Regions from separate parts of the Lactuca sativa genome. Here region 2 is linked to region 1. Evidence: chromatin contacts called from public Hi-C data. All regions are on one chromosome and are shown on one strand. The core of a region is the stretch at or near the end of the contact, and the rest is flanking DNA. Distances in the headings are between cores, read along the strand shown.

The links. A called contact is a pair of places that touch in the nucleus more often than the background predicts.
Region 2: a Hi-C map of leaf shows a contact between it and region 1, with 5 times the contacts expected there. The contact joins the promoter of LOC111908809 here to the promoter of LOC111908820 in region 1. A contact is called at or near these places in 3 of 4 Hi-C or Micro-C datasets (bud, leaf and seed).

What each region holds. Positions count from the first base shown.
Region 1 is chr5:333,838,649-333,844,018 of Lsat_Salinas_v11, forward strand. LOC111908820 reads left to right here and starts at 3,219. Exons shown (of 2, transcript XM_042895467.2): 1 at 3,219-3,436; 2 at 3,517-5,268. The coding sequence starts at 3,899. The coding sequence ends at 4,984.
Region 2 is chr5:334,294,943-334,300,312 of Lsat_Salinas_v11, forward strand. It overlaps LOC111908809 (homeobox-leucine zipper protein HAT14), which reads left to right and starts at 2,881. Exons shown (of 4, transcript XM_023904611.3): 1 at 2,881-3,411; 2 at 3,509-3,909; 3 at 4,895-4,974; 4 at 5,102-5,370. The coding sequence starts at 3,069. The coding sequence ends at 5,369.

The DNA of each region.
Region 1 (5,370 bases), core at 1,969-4,468:
TCGGTTTGGGTCAAATGGGTATCAAACAGCCCCTAAGAGTCTCAACTAGGGTAAAAGACCATTTTACCCTTTACCTAACTTGGCCCAAGGCCAAGGCCCAAACCAACTACTCAAAAAAGCCCAACTCCAAAAATAGTTACCCAAAACCCAATTATGGCCCAATCTTACAAATTGGGCCAAAATCACTTCGTGGCCCATCATCCAAAAGAGTCCAAACTAGAAATTTGATGGCCCAACAAAGCCCTAAACTCCTAAGGTCCACACATGGCCGAAAATCGTGAAGCCCAAATCTGAAGCCCACCTGCTAAGTACACAGGGCGTACTCAACTCGTACGCTTAGCGTACACACTCTGGGGCTAGTACGCGCAACATATCGGCTTGTACGCCCAACGTACTCCCAGTTGCCACCCCACATTAATAAGCATTTAATCCATTCAGCCCCTACTCCATACTCTCAGATCTTGTCTTAAAAGATGATTTATCACGTAAAGTTGGCAACTTTACATGCATGCATGGTTTAATGGGGCTCTAGAGCTTAAAAGAGCTTAACAAATGGTCTTAACACATGCATGATTCCATATACACCATAAAGTTTGCATTATTATGCATAAGGGACCCCTAAAATGTCAAGATTTTAAACTTCTGAAACGGACTTAGCTCACAAGAACCAACCAAAAGGGACCAAAATAGCCATAAACAAGCCCAAAAGTAGATCTATACAAGGAGATGACAAGATATGGACTTTATACCTCCAAAGTAATGAAATAATGAAGCTAAATCTGGATTTCTAAACTCTTCTCCAAAGAATGAGCCTTTAATCTTCTTCTTCCACTTCAAGATACACAAAAACACACCAAAATGCTTCACTAGAGCTCAAAACACCGAAACAAAGGCTAAAGACAAGATTAGGGTTTTTAAGATATGGAGGCTGGTCTAAAATGGTAAGGAGATGGGTTTAAGATGCTTAAATAAGGTACAAACCCTAAAAATTAGGGTTTGTCCCAAGCCAACGTACGTCCTGCCTAACCCCACATACGCCCAACGTACGTGGGCGGTGCCCACAATCAAGGTCTAACTAGTATGCTGAGCTTACTCATAGAGTACGCCCCCGCGTACTAGCCAGAGGACCAATATTGCAAATATTTTATTAGTAAGGGTTAAAAGGAAACTCACAAGGCCCGAATGTTACAAAATATACCTCCGATTGCTTTGATGAAACCTTAGCTTCACAATTCCTTCAATTTTCACAAAATAATCTTTGGGCCTCGATGAATCCTTCAAAATCTCCATTTGAGTGTTCTTCCATCCTCTCCAACTTGTTCTTATTCTAATGAGGAGAGAATTCCGCTATCTAGCTTCTAATTTTCGAATTTTGGCATAATTAGCCCTTCCCTTTCCATTTTTGCTCATAATTGACATAATTAGCCCTTCCCCTAGAATGGATTTCTTTTACTCAAAAGATCCATGACTAGTCAACTCTTGGTCTTAAGTTTTCTATTTGGCAAAACTCATCCTTCTACTTACATCTTCGACTTATTAAGTCTAAATACTTACTTTATTTAAAGTCTCATCATTTATTTTATAAAATTTCATTAAATTATATTATAATTAATTTATTAATTTATTTAGCTTTTATTAATTTAATTTAATTATTTTATATTATTATTATTTTTAATTTAAATTTTTTAGCTTTACTAAAAATCCAAAACTTTTAACCCCAAAAAGGAAGATAAATATAATGTAGTAAGATAATACTCTATATCCTTTTCCATTTAAAAATCAATGACCTTATTGCTAATGAGATTAAAATACATGGACATTCTAACAATTATCAGCTAATATCCAAGATTGTCGTCTAAAATTCCAAATATTTAAACGATTGTCGATTTCTTTTTCTTTTATGTGAACAATTGCCAATTTCAAAAACCGTTGAAAGTTTGATATATAACTAAGAGAAGTCTTTAGAAAACCCCTTTATATTCTAAGTTTATTCGTGACAAAGTCACGACAACATTTTTTTAAATAAAATGACAAATTCATAATTATTTTTTACAAAAAACCGACAATGATTTACATATCTTGGATTTTTAAACAATAATCTTCAGAATTAGTCTCTATGTAATAAACTTATTAATGAACAAATCATTACTTTTTTAAACATAAAAATATTGGAGATTATTATCTTACTAATGAAAGTCATAAAGAAATTTCCACATTGTGAAATCTTTTTTTATTTAGAATGTGTAAAATTGGAACGATTTATAATTAATCTACATATGTACTTCCTGAAATAAAATTTTATTTTCCAAAATGATTTTTAATTTACCTACATGCTATGTGTATAACCTACTAAATCAGCAAATGAGAAGTCATTTTAAGAATGCATGATCTCATTTCATAAAATATATATGATATTATGTAAGTAACTAAAAAACAATGTTATTTCTAACACATGTTGAACCATAAATAAGGGGTCATAATGGCCGTATTTGATTAAAAAACGGATGACTTTTATTGAACGAAATAAAATATAGTTATTAAACCAAAAAAGTGTAATATATATTGGTTTTTATGTATATTGATCATCATCTTATTGTATTCTTTCATTTTGATAAAAAATATATGTTGTTGTTATTGTTGTTGTACAAAATAATAATAATATGACAAACCATAAAAATAGAGTATGATACCACACATTTTCATTTTTGGTTCAGAAGAATTATGACTATATAATAAGCACATGATATACATTTTCCTAGGATTTTCAGCTAAAATCCTAAGACTGGTAGGTGTCGGCAACGCCCACACTACGTTATTAGGAAAACGACAAACAAAAAACACGTTATAACGTGTTATGGTGGTAACGAGGAGTAACGCGCAGTCTCATAACACCTAATAACGGAGAAGGGGGCGGTGTTCACATGTTATAACATGCAATAACACCCAATAACGCCATTGCCCATACCCACCTCTCTAAGCAATTATCAATTTTTTGTTATTTTCTAAAAACAATTACTAGATATTTGTCTTTTTTTTTTTTTTTTAATATATAAGAATAAGCCCAAATTATATGGACTTTTTCTGGAAGATATCCCAAAAATTATTTCATAAGTTTTAAAATTTTGTATGAAACTAAAGATCGGATTTGAGCCCATTAAAAACGAAAGATATGTGTGATGTTTGATTTGGTGTATAAAACCAAAAAGTTATAATAAAAAATTAACTAAACAATAAAACGGAAACGACTAAACTTTGGGGGGTATCTCTCTCATATCTTACTTTGAGAATCATTACAATCTCCCGTCTTTCTCAGTCCAGATTGCTGTTCTTGTATTAGATGATTCAATCGATGGCTAGTTCATCTGATATTCTATAACATATTTGTCTCAATCTTTTTTCCTGCCGATGAAAAACTCGCATCTCTGCTTCAATTAAGGTTCTGATCTTTAATTACTGTTTTATTTATTGTTGTACCCGTTTAGAACCCTAACTTTACTTTTGTTAGCTGCGTTCAAGGTTTAATTTTTATCACAAGCTTGCACCTTACATGTCCTGTTTCTTGATAGCTTCTTGATACCGCGATTAGAAATCTGAACCATAAAAATCAGGGTTTTCCCTCTTTATACTTCAAAGAGAAATGGTTTTCGGCTTGTTGTGATCCAATTTCGTAAGAAGATGGGTTTTAGTACAACAATTGGAGTGCGAAACTAGGGTTTTGTTAAAATCCTTGGCAGATATGTATATGCTGCTACAGTATTAGATCGTGTTCCCCATACAAAATTCGGATTTGGGGTTCTGACGTTTTCCGCTGCTTATACGTTACATCAATCGAGAAGAAATTAGGGTTTTGATTCTGTTTCCTTGAAAAATTGAATTGGAGGTTCTGTCTACGGTTTTAATGGGGGATCAATCGCCACAGAACACAATGAATCTTGACCTAAATTTAGGACCTGTCGTTCATCCTTCCCCAGATGATCAACCACATGCTATGAGCTTTGAAGATTGGCTACTCGGGTCTATGAGGGAAGTGGTTTCTAATCGCCCTATGGGTAGGCAGAGATTGCGATCAGTTTGGAGACATATGCCTGTTTCCATGGAAGCTAGAAACACCTCTCTAGGGTTGACAGATGATGATGACGACGAAGAACAGCCTCAAGATATAATCAAAACAAACGAAAATGGTGATAAGTACTTAGAAAACGAGGCTATGGGAAACACAAATCTTGAAAAGAACAATGGAAATGAAGGCAGCTTTTTCGATTGTAACATATGTTTGGATTTAGCAAGTGAGCCTGTAGTCACTTGTTGTGGACACCTTTTTTGTTGGCCATGTCTTTATAGATGGCTATTTGTTCATTCCGATTCAAAAGAATGTCCAATTTGCAAAGGAGAAGTAACAATGAAAACCATAACTCCAATTTATAGCCGTGGAAATCGAACACGTGTAAACAAAGAAATCATCGATTCAAATCTCAAGATTCCAAATAGACCACAAGCAAACAGAATAGAAAGCTGGAGACAAGCTATTCAAAGAAACACACTCAATCTCCCAATGTTTGAAATGATTCGAAGGCTCGATAATCGATTCGATTTAACTTCTGATAACACACAAGAACCTTCAAATCATTCATTGTTAAATAGAATCTTCACTTCAAGAGGGATGCGAAGGGGTTTAGATCCAGTAACTGCCGCCCCGGAACATGCCACCGTGGACCCGCATCCACACCCGCCACGTGGCGGTAGTTTGAATTCTGTTGAGGGTTTTGTTGAATCATATGAGAGGAATCTTGAACAGATTCCATTAATGGAAGATAGACATTCAATGTCGAGTATTGCTGCTGTGATACAATCTGAAAGTCAGACTGAAACAGATTCTAGGGTTTCTGTGTCAACGAGTTCAAGAAGAAGATGTGAATCATCAAGTTCTAGGGTTGAAGATGTTAATAGTGGAGAGTCTCGTTCTAGAAGGAGGAGATTGCAGTGAAATGAGAAAAGGGTTTTGTTCAAAACTTTGAACATCTTTGACTTTGAGTGAGTGGGTTCTGAATCTATGTTAAAAGATGTGTTTTTAACTTTTTTTTTTTTTTTTTTTTTTTTATATATATATATTTGTTTTGTGCAATTTGATGCTTAAAAACATTTTACTCTTTTAAGAGTTTTCTGCAATTAGATGGTGCTTTGAGTTGTGTTGGAATGGTGTTAATGTTTTATGTATAGGTATTATGACTATTAGTTTTCTCATGATATGATATTAAACTTTTTATTCGACTTCTTTAGTGTAAAAAATGCAACATTGGTTAGTTGTATTTTTAGTCCTTGTGGTTTTGTGGTTTTGTGTTTGAGGTCCATGAATATGAATTATTCCAAACC
Region 2 (5,370 bases), core at 1,631-4,130, 460 kb after region 1:
AAGCACAAAGCTTAGTGATTCTCCCCAAACTACCACATAACATACACATAATCACATAATCATGTAATCATATAATAACATATCATGCGCCTTGCCCGCTACATCGGGCCCCACCCGACATCATACTGAAGTCTGGCATCGGGCCCCGCCCGACATCAGACCGGAATCCGGAAGCATACAAACATTCCTTGGGCCTTCCCCGACTTTGGACCAAAGTTTGGAAACATATAAAACAAGCACATGCAAGAATCACATAGACATCCAGCACACAAACATTCCTCGGGCTTTCCCCGACATCGAACCGAAGTCTGGGAACATATAAACCTACATCGGGCACTGCCTGGCATCGGACCTTAGTCCGGAATATACTAACATACATAAACGGGCCAACATTGGTGTCTTCGACCCATTCCTACATGAGGAAACTCACATCGCAAAGCTGAATGCCGAATCTCACGGTATTGATTCTCTAACGACCGCCCAATGATTCTCCGAACTGTCATTACCAACATAATACTTAGTCAAAATCCAATAATCCTTTAGATATCATTCCATACCAAAACCCATTTCACATGTCAACCTTGGTCAAGGTCCAAGTCGAAGTCAATGTCAAGTCAAAGTCAAAGTCAACACTCCGAGTGGACCCAACGCGTCGAGTCATCCTCTAACTCGTTGAGTTTCCATGCTTCTCAGAATCGTGATAAAATGAGTCAACTCATCGAGTCCTTCCTCAGACTCGTCGAGTTCTTCTTTTTACAAAATTGGGACAATTTGACCCAACTCGCCGAGTTCCTCTATTAACTCGTCGAGTTCCTCAGTCTGTTGCTCCCTCTCAATGGATTAAGTCACTAATCTTCAGATCTAAGCTCTATACTTCAGATATAGGCTGGAAATGTCCTTAGGAGGGTAAAGTTTCCAACTTTACCCGTCAATACCCTTCCCCAAGATATTTAGCTCAAACCCTAACTCTAAAAGATCTAAATCTTGATCCAAAAGCCATCAATAATTCAAAATAGGGTGTACAAATAGAGATTTGGACCTTAGAGACTAGATGAACACGTAAAGCCTTCAACTTTCTCTTCATAAATGGCCCTTTGGAGCTTAAAAGGCCAAAATGGTAGTCTAAAGGTTGCATGTTGCTTCTATGGCCATGAAGTTTGCACCTTTATGCCATGAAAGCCCTTTAAGACCCTAGATTTGATAAAGTATTCAATTGGGACGTTAATTTCCCAATGATCAAAATATTTGGACCAAAAACCCAATAAAAGTGTTAAGAAAGAAATCTAAGAAATCATTTGGCAAGTTTGAAACTTGCTTACCAAAAAGTGACGAGGATGGGGTGAAGTTTCTGGATCTACAAACTCCTTCTTGAGTCCTCAAGCTTCTTCTTCTTCCACAAGCTTTAAACACACAAAAATCTTTCAAGGTTGGCTCACAAACTTACACAATGCATTAGGGTTTCGAGATTTAGGGTTTGGGACGTGGAAGTTGGAAATGAGACCAACACCTTGGGGTTAAGATGTTTAAATAGGGTGTAAAACCCTAAAATTTAGGGTTTCATTCTGCCAGTCCTACTCATCGAGTTGAGGCTCTCAACTCGTCAAGTAGACTTCACAACCCGTGCCCTAGTCCATTCCTACTCGACAAGTTTGGGGCCTCCAACTCGTCGAGTTTCTATACAAAAGTGAATAAATTTTGAATTAAATACATACCAGGAACCAGGCGTTACATGTATGAGTTCTTCGTCATGACTGGACTTATCCTCAGATCGCGTGCTTCCCTCCTACCCATCCAAAGACCAAAATGTCAGCCGGTCTAAGTGTGGATCTTGCATCCTATGGGTCCGTCAAAAAGTTCACTGACGCTTCTTTCTTCGTAGAAATATCATCACACCGACAAGCATCAAAGAGAACATCTCTAACCACATCATGTCTGTACTTGAAACCAGGAAGCTCTCTACAATGAACCGTATGTTTCTCAAAGATATCCAAACACGTCTTGCGGCAAACTGGGCATATCTCGTCAATTGGAAATAAAAGAATCATGAGGCGGTAACGAATGATAGTTCGGTACTCCACAGGAGACATATCCTGACCAAGACTCAAAAATATATACAAAAACACATAAAATATTTGCCTAAATTTGATTGAACATATATACAAAGCTCAAAAATATAGAAAAAACGCATAGTAAATATTTTATATTCTTTTAATTTTCGGTTTATGTGTTTTTTTTTTTGTTTTAAGATAACGGAAAATTTTAATCATAATTAATGTCTTATTTGTTTGTTCTAAAACTAAAATAATTATTTATGTTAATAAATTGATAAAAAAAAAATAAGAAAATAACATAACATACTTTGAAATAATTAACGTGGAAGAATGAAAAACTTAGACTACAACAGATATGATCATGTGATTATTTTCTTTTTTGACGCAATTAAAAACTTAGACTACAACAGATATGATGTGAATAAAGACTTACGCTATACTTTTTGTGAAACGCCAAGTAAAAGACCATTGTTCAGTTCTTTGCGTAAGTAAAAGACAATTCTAGCCTTGCTTGGTTACGACTATCTCGACCAAATCTTTTTGTGTATGAATATTGCAAATATTATCTCTTTAGTCTTGTAGTCACAAGAAGTAGGCATGCTATATAAATAAAGAAATTCACGTGAGATTGTCAACCGAGATTTGGGTTTGGTCAATCTTTTCCCCCTAAATCAAATCCAAAGAAAGATACTTTAAAAAACCAAAAGAACAAACAAAAACAAGTGCTCTAATTGGAAATAAACAAAACAACATTAAAAGAAATGACTTTGTCTTTGTTGTTGGGCCGTGTGTTTATACAATTTCCATTTGTTTAAACTCCTTTTTCTTTCTTTTTTAACAATATCAAGAAAATCTCTCTCTATCCCCTCTCTTTCTCTCTCTAGAAGCTCTTTAATTCAATACGTACATACTGTACCCTAGAACATCATTTATATAAGTCTCCCTTTGTCCGTAGATAGTTCCCATGTCATTACAGATTTTCTAGAGAGAGAGAGAGAATTTTTAGAGAGAGAAAGTATGGAACTAGCTTTGAGCTTGGGAGATACTCCAAAACCCTTTTCATTGTTGGATCATCACAGCAGATCTCAGCAGCAGAAGATGAAGGATTTAGGGTTTTGCATGGGGTTGGGAGGTAGTAAAAATCTTGAAGTAGAGCTTAACTTCAAGAACATGATGAGAGAGAAAGATGATGATGACGCACATCGGAAATCCGAGGAGAAAAGAAGTTCCTCTTCTTCATCGGATCCATCACCGCCACCACCACCACTGCAACTTGATCTCCTTCCTTTTTCTCCTGTTCTCCGATCTGCACCACCACCAACGCCTTCTCACCGGTCCTTCCCGTGGCTCTCAAAAAACTGTAAAACCCAACATTCATAATTGAGATTTTGTATCCAAATTAATGTTTCAGTTTTTGCTTCGTTGATTTTAATTATTTGATCTTGCTTGTGGAACAGTGATAACAGAAATGGGTTCGCAGAATAAAGCGGTGCAAGTTCTTGATGTTAAGCCGTTGGCGGTTGTGTCTGATCAGGAAAACATGGAAGAAACCGCCGGCGGAGAGTCATCTCCGAACAACAGTAACAGTGGTACGTCATCTTTTCAGATGGATTTCTCTTCCATCTTCAAAAGCAGTAACTGTGGAAGATCATTCCATTCGAGGAAAAGAGATTTGGATCTAGCAACAGTTAATTTGGAGTTGATAGAGGCTACCGAAAGTGATCAAAGAGCTTCTTCAAGGGGAGGTGGTATGAGTGATGAAGATGAAAACGGGTTGACCCGAAAAAAGCTCCGACTCACTAAAGAACAATCTGCTTTTCTTGAAGATAGCTTCAAAGAACACAGTACCCTCAACCCTGTAAGTCTCTCTCTCTCTCTCTCTCTCTCTCTCTCTCTCTCTCTCTCTTGATATTGGCATGCAGATTTCATCTTGGGATTGAAGTGTTCAAATCGTTCGTAATTTATATAAGAAATTGGATGGTATTAATTATATCATATTTGATTCAGATTAAAAAGTTTTTCGGTGAAACCATGTTAATTTTTTTTGGGTAGAAACATTAAAAAGTGAAATCATACAAGATATTCTTAGTTCTTGGAGTTTAGGGCTTGAACATATATACACAGTCTAAGTTATGTATGTATATATGTCTGAAGTCGCAAAAGATGTCATCTTTTTTGAAGTTTTTTAACATGATCTTGGGATATCTACCATTTAAACTCATGGTTCTCGTGAATTTACTAACTGTGGCATTCAAGCTCAAGATTTTGCATATGCCTCTAAACACACATTATAGCTTCAAACCCAAGAACTCAAAGCTTCTTATTATTATTATTATTATCGAATAAACTCAAGTTAGTATCAGTTAGCTGTGAGACTTTCTGTTCTTTATCAAAATTTAAGATAATATTATTTGTATGTGGATGAAGAAACTTCTGGTCCCATTCGTTATGATCATATTATAAGATGGTCCGAATGTATCCGGCCAAACATCAATGCACCCATCATAATATATCTCACAAAGACACAAGTACAAGAAATAAATGATTTGGGTGTAGTAAATATTCTGTGCTACTTTGTCAAGAAGCGTATGTTATGTTTGTACTATTTCATTGATTATATGTTATGGGATGCATTATATTAACACCAACTTTTTTGTGAAAATATATCTTTATGACATGATAAATGTTGCACGTCATCATGTCATTTACATTTTAATTGTCTGGTTTTGAAACTATAGGTAGTTGAGAATATGTTGCGAAAGTGTATTCTGTTATTATTATTTGGGCTATGAATACATTTTTCTTAATATGCAACTAATATTATTTATCCATTATTTTTGCAGAAACAAAAGCAAGCTTTAGCAAAGCAGTTAAATCTTCGTCCACGACAAGTCGAAGTTTGGTTTCAAAACAGAAGGGCAAGGTAATGATTATGATATATATATCTATTATTTTTATTATTAAAGCAATTAATTTTGACGAATTTTATTTTTGAATAAAGATAATTTAATAAGAGAAAAACTGAAACAAATTTGATGAAATAATCACAGGACAAAACTGAAGCAAACGGAGGTCGATTGTGAGTATTTAAAGAGATGTTGTGAAACCCTAACTGAAGAAAACCGAAGATTGCAAAAGGAGCTTCAAGAACTACGTGCGTTAAAGACTTCTCAACCATTCTACATGCAAATGCCAGCCACCACTCTCACCATGTGCCCTTCTTGTGAACGAGTGGCTACCACCACAACCACCACCACCACCACCAACACCGCCACTCCCCGCCCACAACAACCACCCACTGGCAGCCACCGACACTAGC